2 separate regions of the Anas platyrhynchos genome follow, and region 1 is linked to region 2. The links are chromatin contacts, called in public Hi-C maps. All regions are on one chromosome and are shown on one strand. Each heading gives the region's core, a stretch centred on a gene start, on an enhancer-like site or on the middle of the called end of the contact. The rest is flanking DNA. Distances are from core to core; before and after follow the strand shown. Region 1 has its middle 11 kb from the start of SGK1. Region 2 has its middle 37 kb from the start of ALDH8A1.

The links. Hi-C and Micro-C count contacts between places; a contact is called where the count stands out from the background.
Region 1: a Hi-C map of skeletal muscle shows a contact between it and region 2, with 5 times the contacts expected there. The contact joins two enhancer-like sites. A contact is called at or near these places in 6 of 8 Hi-C or Micro-C datasets (F1 follicle, F5 follicle, liver and 2 more).

The regions. Positions count from the first base shown.
Region 1 is chr3:61,834,458-61,838,548 of IASCAAS_PekinDuck_T2T, forward strand. No RefSeq gene overlaps it. Among named protein-coding and RNA genes, the nearest start is that of SGK1, 11 kb to the left of the region's middle. Within about 2 kb of position 1,539, at least 2 of the 8 cell types and tissues checked have an H3K27ac peak or open chromatin away from gene starts, as enhancers often do.
Region 2 is chr3:61,464,676-61,468,491 of IASCAAS_PekinDuck_T2T, forward strand. No RefSeq gene overlaps it. Among named protein-coding and RNA genes, the nearest start is that of ALDH8A1, 37 kb to the left of the region's middle. Within about 2 kb of position 2,491, at least 2 of the 8 cell types and tissues checked have an H3K27ac peak or open chromatin away from gene starts, as enhancers often do.

The DNA of each region.
Region 1 (4,091 bases), core at 289-2,788, 370 kb after region 2:
ATTCAGACATTTCACATAGTTCATTCTGTATCACTTATCTTTATGCACCATAAGTCACATATCACTTCATGAACCTTAGGAAGTTAATTGAAGCTTCCTGGTGATTATGGTATTCTTCTTATGCTCCATGTATAATCAAGAAAGTGGCAGGTACTTTCTGGAGGGTGGTGTGTACCTTAAGAGAGTCAGGCAGGAAATGCCTTTTTCTCCTCCAAAAGGTTTTCACATTGTATTCTATGACCATCTTCCATACACTTCTCATAAAGAGTCTGCAGAAATTAATTAAGAAAAACAAGACTCTTGTAATGCTTTGCAAGTAGAGTGAAAAATTTCTACTGGCAGATACCAGGAAAAATAAATAAATAAATAAATAAATAAAAGGGGGGACATGGCTCAGAAAAGAGCTTTGTGTGGTGGTTCTAATTAGGCATCTTACCTAGGGTACCTAAAATGAGGTGAGATGAATCCTGGCCCATCTGCACTCTTCTACGAAGTGAAATCAAATATTTAACATTACTCTCCTATTTTACTGTAGCTCTACAGATGTTCATGTGATACCATATGGCTATAGTTGTCCCTGGTAGATCTAGCAAAATGGCTTATAGTAATGATGGTTTCTGATACCTCCCACATTCACTGTTTCTGATGTCAAGACCAACATATAAAGACTGAGATAAAATTTTCCATGCTGGCTGGAACTGCCTCTGGAAAGTTTCTGTAAAAATGCTTCCAAAACTGCTTTCCAAAAATGAGAGTAAACAAAGAAAAAAAAAAAAAAAAGTGTGTCCTTTGAAAAATAAAACTTTAAACAGATAGTGCAGATACGTGCTGCATTTATTTTTTGAATCAGAGACAATCTGGCCAGCAGATTGCTTTATTATCAGGTAAGGCATGAGATGAAAGTTTTCTCTGGGAGACTGAAGTTCATCAGTTTTTTTTCTGTAAAGGTATGGGTACTGCAATAATGTTGTATAACCACTACACATTTCCATTTGGTCACCTGCAGTCATGACATAAATTTTACAACCTTCAGTGTTTGGGAGCCCTGAAGACCTCAGGGGTCTATTGTTTATTCAGGAGTTTCCTCCTACTCCCATGTGCCTGAATAATAATAATAATAATAAAAGGTGTAGTCATGGGGGAAAGTGGACCTCTGTGCTTCTCTACAGATTTAGTATAGCATAAAGTACCCGACTGTGAGCTTGCCTGGTGCTGTGCTGCCAATCTGATGTCAGGACCATAGCCAGGGCTGAAGGCAATCAATGTCCATGTCCTTGAGGTCCCTGATCTTTGTACATGGTACCACTGACTGAAAGTGTGGTGGCACTTTCCTGTGTGGCTTGCCTGGACCTGGCCGGGAAATCCCTTGAACCTTTTTCACCACTTGTGCCAATATTTGGTTATGTGAGATCCTCAAACGATAGCTGCCCACAGCTGAAGGCCCCCCCTTCAGCCACGCTGCCCAGCTGGAGCCCTCTGCTCCCCGGCTTTACCCCCTGTCGGGTCCCATGGCAGCAGGTGCCCTGGCTGTCACAGTCCACCTGGACCAAGAGTGACACCGTGTGGTCATGGCCGTGCAGCGCTCCCGAGGAGAAGGAAGCCTGAGCGGCCATGAACACTCAGTAGCAAAAGGGGCCTGTAGCTTCTGGAGCTGGGAAATGGTGTCCTTCTACACCTGGGTTATCAATTGCTTTACCCTACTGTTAAGTAAGGCACAGGAGTGATCTCATAACTCCTGTTCCTGTTCCTCACAGGCTTCGCCTCCTGGTGACAGGTGTCTTTCTTTCCCCAAGCTATATAGGCCTCAGCCAGCCTCGATGAACTCTTCATTTGGTCAGGTGCAGGCTCCTCTGCAAGATCCCTCTCTCTGGATCCACCAGCTTTTGAGATGCACCCAGCTGACACAAGAGTTTCCTCCATTTCATTAAACACAAGAGTTCCCTACATTTTAGTGTTTTGGTGCACAGACTGCCAACTGCTTATAAAGCCAGTGCTCAGTCCTTCCCTGTCCTCTAGTGAGTAGGCCTAAGCTGCAATGGGCAAGAGCAACATACACCATGCCCATGGGCTCCTTCAGTAGCTCCTGATTTTGGAAGATCAAACAGTAAGGAAATGGGCTACAGCCTGGGCCAATTTGTTTGATCAGGATCTGTTCACTGAATCAGCTTTCCCCACCATGCTGGAGGACGTGAGGCATGCAGTGGTTTGTGAAAGAAACTGCATTTTTTTTTTCTGCATTTATGCAGAAAAGATATCCCACACTTCAGGCCATCTCTTATGAATGTAGTATGTGAAGCACACAAATAAGTGGTTTATAGGATAAGGCCTAAGCCTTCTTAGACTTCATCCCTCTTTTTCAGTACTCATAAACATCTCTCCCATTCTTTAGAGTCTGTCATAATGACTGTTCCCTGGTGGCTTGATACTGAGAATTTCTACACTGGTATTTTTTTAAGTTAGAAAACAAACTTCATTTTAGTATACTGAAGTAGAGATATAGTAGAGAGACCAAACAGGTTCAAAAATATATTGTAAGTCAATTATCATTTTTTTGCTGTTCCCAGGGAAATCATTTCATTAATTCAGGTAAATGAACACACCGCTCCGAAGACAGCTGTGCAGTTAGCCTCTCTCCAAATACAAAGTAAATGCCATTCAGTAAAGTTTCCTGCTAAGAACCATGCTGTAGCTATTCAGCTATATATGCTCAATATAGCCTTTATGTGGATTTGAATGAAATTAATAGATGTCATACAACATACTGTAGTTAATGATTGACTGAGCTGAGGTACACCAATAAGAAATAGAGATCTGTGTGTATACAGGGGCCTAGCTTTTCTGAAGGCACAAAATAATGCATTGATTACTTTTAAGTGGCAACCACACAACAACCTATGGGCAAGACTTCATTGGATTATGGTAAAGGGGGTCTCAGATGTGACTTTTATTTCCAGATTTGGGTCCAAATTTTCTTAGTGCTCCAGGCCACTTGGCTTCAGGATTGGGATCACACTACATATCCTGGGCTAGATGCCATTCTTAAACTCAAGATCCAGAGGGTGGTGGTGTAGGTACAAGCAATTTGTCCACCAAGGTGGACAAATAAAGTTGTAATTTATTGATGTATTTTCATAGTTTGGTTGTAAAGTTATAATTTACCGAGGTATTTTAAAAATATATGTGTAGACTTGGACAAAACCTTATTAAGAAACATTTCTGTTTGATAAGTAGTTATCCAACTATTATTTTATTCAACCCTGAATACAGAATATTATCTCACTGAGGCATTGAGCCACGCTTCAGTTAACAGTGTATGGCTACATTAATTAAATCATATCACTTTGTGAGTCAGACATGAGCCAGTTGCCCAGTCTCCCTTTACAGAGAGAAACAGGCAACCAGGGAGATCAACTGTTCTCTGACTTGTAAATGCAGTCAGAGAAAACAGATAACCTTCCCCACCTCCCCAAATGATCATTCAGTATGTAAACATCTTGTTCAACATACATGTATATTTAGCGAGTCACATCTTAGGCACGTGGGACTGATATCAAAAGGATGTAGAACTAACTGGAAATGCTGCTCACTCAGGAGTTGAAGTATTTCACCTTTGCAGATGCAGATCCATCTTGCAAACAATTAAAACTTAAATAAAAAAAAAATAAAGAAAAATTAAGTAAATAAATAAATAAAATCTGTATTTGTTTCAACTATCACTGCAAGCTAGTAGAAGGCTTATCAGATGTGACTATTAATACACTTACAAAGCATGGATTTCAAAATTATCATTTACAGATAACTAGTGATATATTACTCCTTATTTTGTGGTCACTAAAAAGAAATAGCAGCAATTGAGAATAAGGAGAAAACAAGAACAAGCATCCTATAAAATGAAAAGTGCTTGAGAACAAGAAATATGAAAAAAAAAAAAAAGGAGGAAAGATATAAATTTTAAATTTCTAAAGCACCTATAACCTTGGCTGCCTGCCTTGAAATATACATGATATATTAAAAATTAATAATATGACATTGCATCTCTTGGCATATTGCCATCATGCAAAATATTGTGACAGATAATGGTGGAGACCTGG
Region 2 (3,816 bases), core at 1,241-3,740:
ATTTTCAGTGTGTGTGCAGTTGTCAGGAAAATTCTGTTACTCATTTTTTGTTTCATAGTACTATTAGACAAGCTATGATAAAGACAGTGCTTTTTGGAATGGTACATTCAGCACAGCAACTGAGCAAAAATAAAACAATCCTGTGCAGATCTTGATTGCATCTAACCCTCTGACTCCTGAGGAATGGCAGTGCTTCATGTGCTCATTGCATGCTGATCACACATTTGTTGTGGGATGCAGTGACTGACAGGACCAGTTCTCAACATCTTCTGTTATTTACAACTGGAAATCCACAAGGAAGGTCTGGTTTGATATTTCTTGAATTCCAAGTAGGTAGGAACACCCTGATTAAAGGTAAGTACTTTACTCAAGCTATTTTTTAATACATATTATATCTATCTAGTATATCAGTTATCTATACATTATACATATCAGCTAGCTACTCCTGATTTGCTGGTGGAGCCACTCATTCACCATGGGAGGCACAGCTGCCTGACAGGCTTCAAACCAGTTTAAGATCTCAATGTTCTGATCATTGTTTGTTTCCTTATTCACTTGACTGGCTGTCTTTTCATTCTGGTCCTTGTTTTCCCTATCTGTAAAAGAAGATAATATTATTAACTTCTCTCATCTCACAGGCAGAGCTGCCATGAGATAGCAGGCGTCAAACCATCCATGCAAAGCTGAAGTCCACATTAGGAATTTGTAGACTTGGAATTTGTCTATTTTTTTTGCTGATAGTCTTCACAATTTTCAGGTTAATTACTTCAATTTCAACATTAAGCACTTTGGCCCAGACAAAACAAAAACAGCCTAAAACAGTGCACACACACACACAAAAGCCCACCAGACCTGGACTGCTGAGCTATAGGGATTCTTGCCTCCTTGAGCCTCCTAGACTCTTGCTTTGGTATGTCCTAGATGCGATGGGCTTTCTTTGTGGGAGAAGGGGGAACAGGGGAAGAGGAAGGGTATGATTTACTGCTGAGTCGTACCTCAGAGCAAGGACTGGATGTTGCCAAAGAGTGCATTCAGAGTGGAAGTTGGGTGGCACTCCTGCACCTCCTGTGCTTAGGGTCACTGTGCTCTAAGGTGGCGTAGGAGCTGTGTTTGGCACTCCCAAGTCCCAAGCTGGTAGGCTAGTATTCCTCTTAGTCATTTTGCTTTTGGTTAGCAATGAAGAAGATGAAGCATGGATTTAGTGGTAAGTGAAAGGTAGTAGTCCTCACCCACATCTGCTGACACAGGGGTTGTCACATACTGATGTTGAGGCCATGCTGCTGTCCCCCAGTCCCCACCTGTATGAGCAGCTTGTAGTGGTCTCCTGCTCTGGGGCAGCAGTGCAGCAGTGAAAAAGCGTGGGTTTCTTCAGGCCAGATGGAAGCAGAAACAGAAATATGTGCTCTTCACCTGTACCCAGCCTGGTACTTTGTTCATGAGAACACGTGGCTTCTGGACAGCACCAACACCTGAATCACATCTCACAAGGAGAGGGATAAATCAGCTTTTAAGTAACTGTCAGCATCAAAAGATCACTGTATGTTCCCAGAGTTGCCTGTGCTGAGCAGTTTGGGTTTTACTTTTCTCTTAAAATAAGAAAGTTCCTTCTCGGTTTTGTAGTTTTCCACACTTGTAAAATAAGTCTTTCAGAATAAAATACCTCTTTGATATATTTATTTGAGATAAATAAGCACCAGTATTGCACAGCTGATAGCTGGCAGTATTAGATATTATTCTCTAGGACTTTGGAATCATGCAGTAACATTTTAATCACTGTTTGTTGTTGTTGTTTTAAACAGATTTCCTTGGTTTCCTTGTTGTTGTTTGTTTTTTTTTTTTTGTTTTGTTTTTTTTTTTTTGTTTGTTTGTTTGTTTATTTTTAAAGCAAACAAACCAAGCAAACCTGTTCTCATGACTGCTCAGAAAAACACTGACATCACGAACAAATTGAACAGGTCTAGAAGGCAAAGAGTACACTCAGATGCTACTCACAGAAAAAGCTCATGCCTTCAAGCCCAGCTGACAGCCCAAGAGGCAGCGGGTGGGCAGCGGGAGGGAAGAGGTCCTTTTAACTGGTTCATGGTTGCAGCGCTCCTGCTGGCACTGAGCTGCAGCAGTTCTCCACTCTCACACAGGCACCAGCTCTGGGCACTGACGTATCTCTGCCTCTTGGGAGCTGTTATTTAGTACAGCAGCAGCTAATTAAACCCTGAGAAGCAAAGTGCTGGCTAAGTGAACCCCAGCTACATCTGCCGAAGCTGCGCTGCCTTTTACATGGGCCTCGGGGACCCTTAAATTTATTAAAAAAAGAAAATAATAAAAAAAAGTGTCCTTACATGCTGGCTTGCCTGAAGCTGGCAAACCGATGATGAGATCCATTGCCCACCAGTTCTCAGTGTCCAGGGCCAGGCACTGAGGCCCGAGGTTCCGAGGTTGCTCCCTGGTCCCTGTCCCCGCAGAGGGTGGTGAAGGGGGTGATGACTTTCATCCCAAACCTCCCCAGCAGCTGTTGCCCACTCACCCCACACACTGCTGTGGGAACAGGCTGCTTGCCAGGCTCTTTCCCCTACCCTGAGATGTAATTTAGGTTTTTCTTAGCTGAAGGTGTAATTTAGTGGGTTTTTAAATTTTATTTCTATTTTTTCCTTGAGGGAAGGACTCGCTAGATGGCACTGTGTCACTGCGGGACTTGCCACCTCCCTCTGTCTCTCGGATGGATGAAAGGCATTGCCTACGTCTTTATTTTCAGCTCTCTGCTTTCAGCCTTTACTAACGGTGTGTGCGTGTTATGGGGTGCCTAAGTCGCTGTTAATAAAACTGTGCTTTAGCACAGTTTCCCTTTCTAGCTTCAGTAGCCCCAGATCATTTGCCTGTAGGACTTTCTTGTTAGAATAGACTGTATATGACCTGATTTTCTACTTTGTTCTTTCAACCTGTTTCCCTCCCTCTGGTAATGCCAATGCAACAGGCTCGGAAGACAGGGTGAAAAAATGGGACTGAAAATTTAGTTTTAAACTGAACTCCCCCAAATCTGGGTGTTTGGCAATGCTGATCCCCAGCTAGGCTTATAAATTTTGGAAAATGAACAAAAAACCAAAAATGATAAATGTGTGTGCTTTGCTACATGTACATAAATGACTAACAGACAGCCATCCACTGACACATGAGCACAGATAACATTGTTCACCAATCTGTAGTTTCAATAAATTATTGCTTTTATGTGCTGAAAATATTTGGGTAGAAATACCTTTAAGTAGGGGCTTGACCAAAATTAACTTTAGCCACCGAGCCTTCAACATTGGGCTGACAGTCTCATGACTACGGAGTTGCTTGGAGTAGTTCAGTATTTCTATACCTTGTTGGGTTCCATAAATTCATTGCTTGGCAGAAAAGGGGGATAAGTTTATGAAAAAAGCATTAAGAATGCATAAAATGTTTACTTTGGTCTGAAGCCTGAGTGAAAAGCTTATGGTCATTTCCTATTGGCTCAATGAACCTTAATATACTACTGTTTCTGCAAGAAACATTGCCAAATAGAAGCACTTGGAAGGAGTGGGTGTTGGAGCTCTTTGCAATGTCAGGGAATCATTCTCACTACTGTGCTGTTTTGATTATAGCTGGTGTGGCTGCAGCACAATTACCAGGGACAGAAATTCCATTGTTGGTGGAGAGACCAACAAAATTTGTGAGAAACAACACTGCTCACAAAAATGTGATTCATGGCTTAACGCTGCTTTAATCTTTTTTTTTTTTTTCTTTTTTTTCTTTTTTTTTTGGGCGGGAGGGGGGGGGTTGTAACACCATTAAAACAAAAAG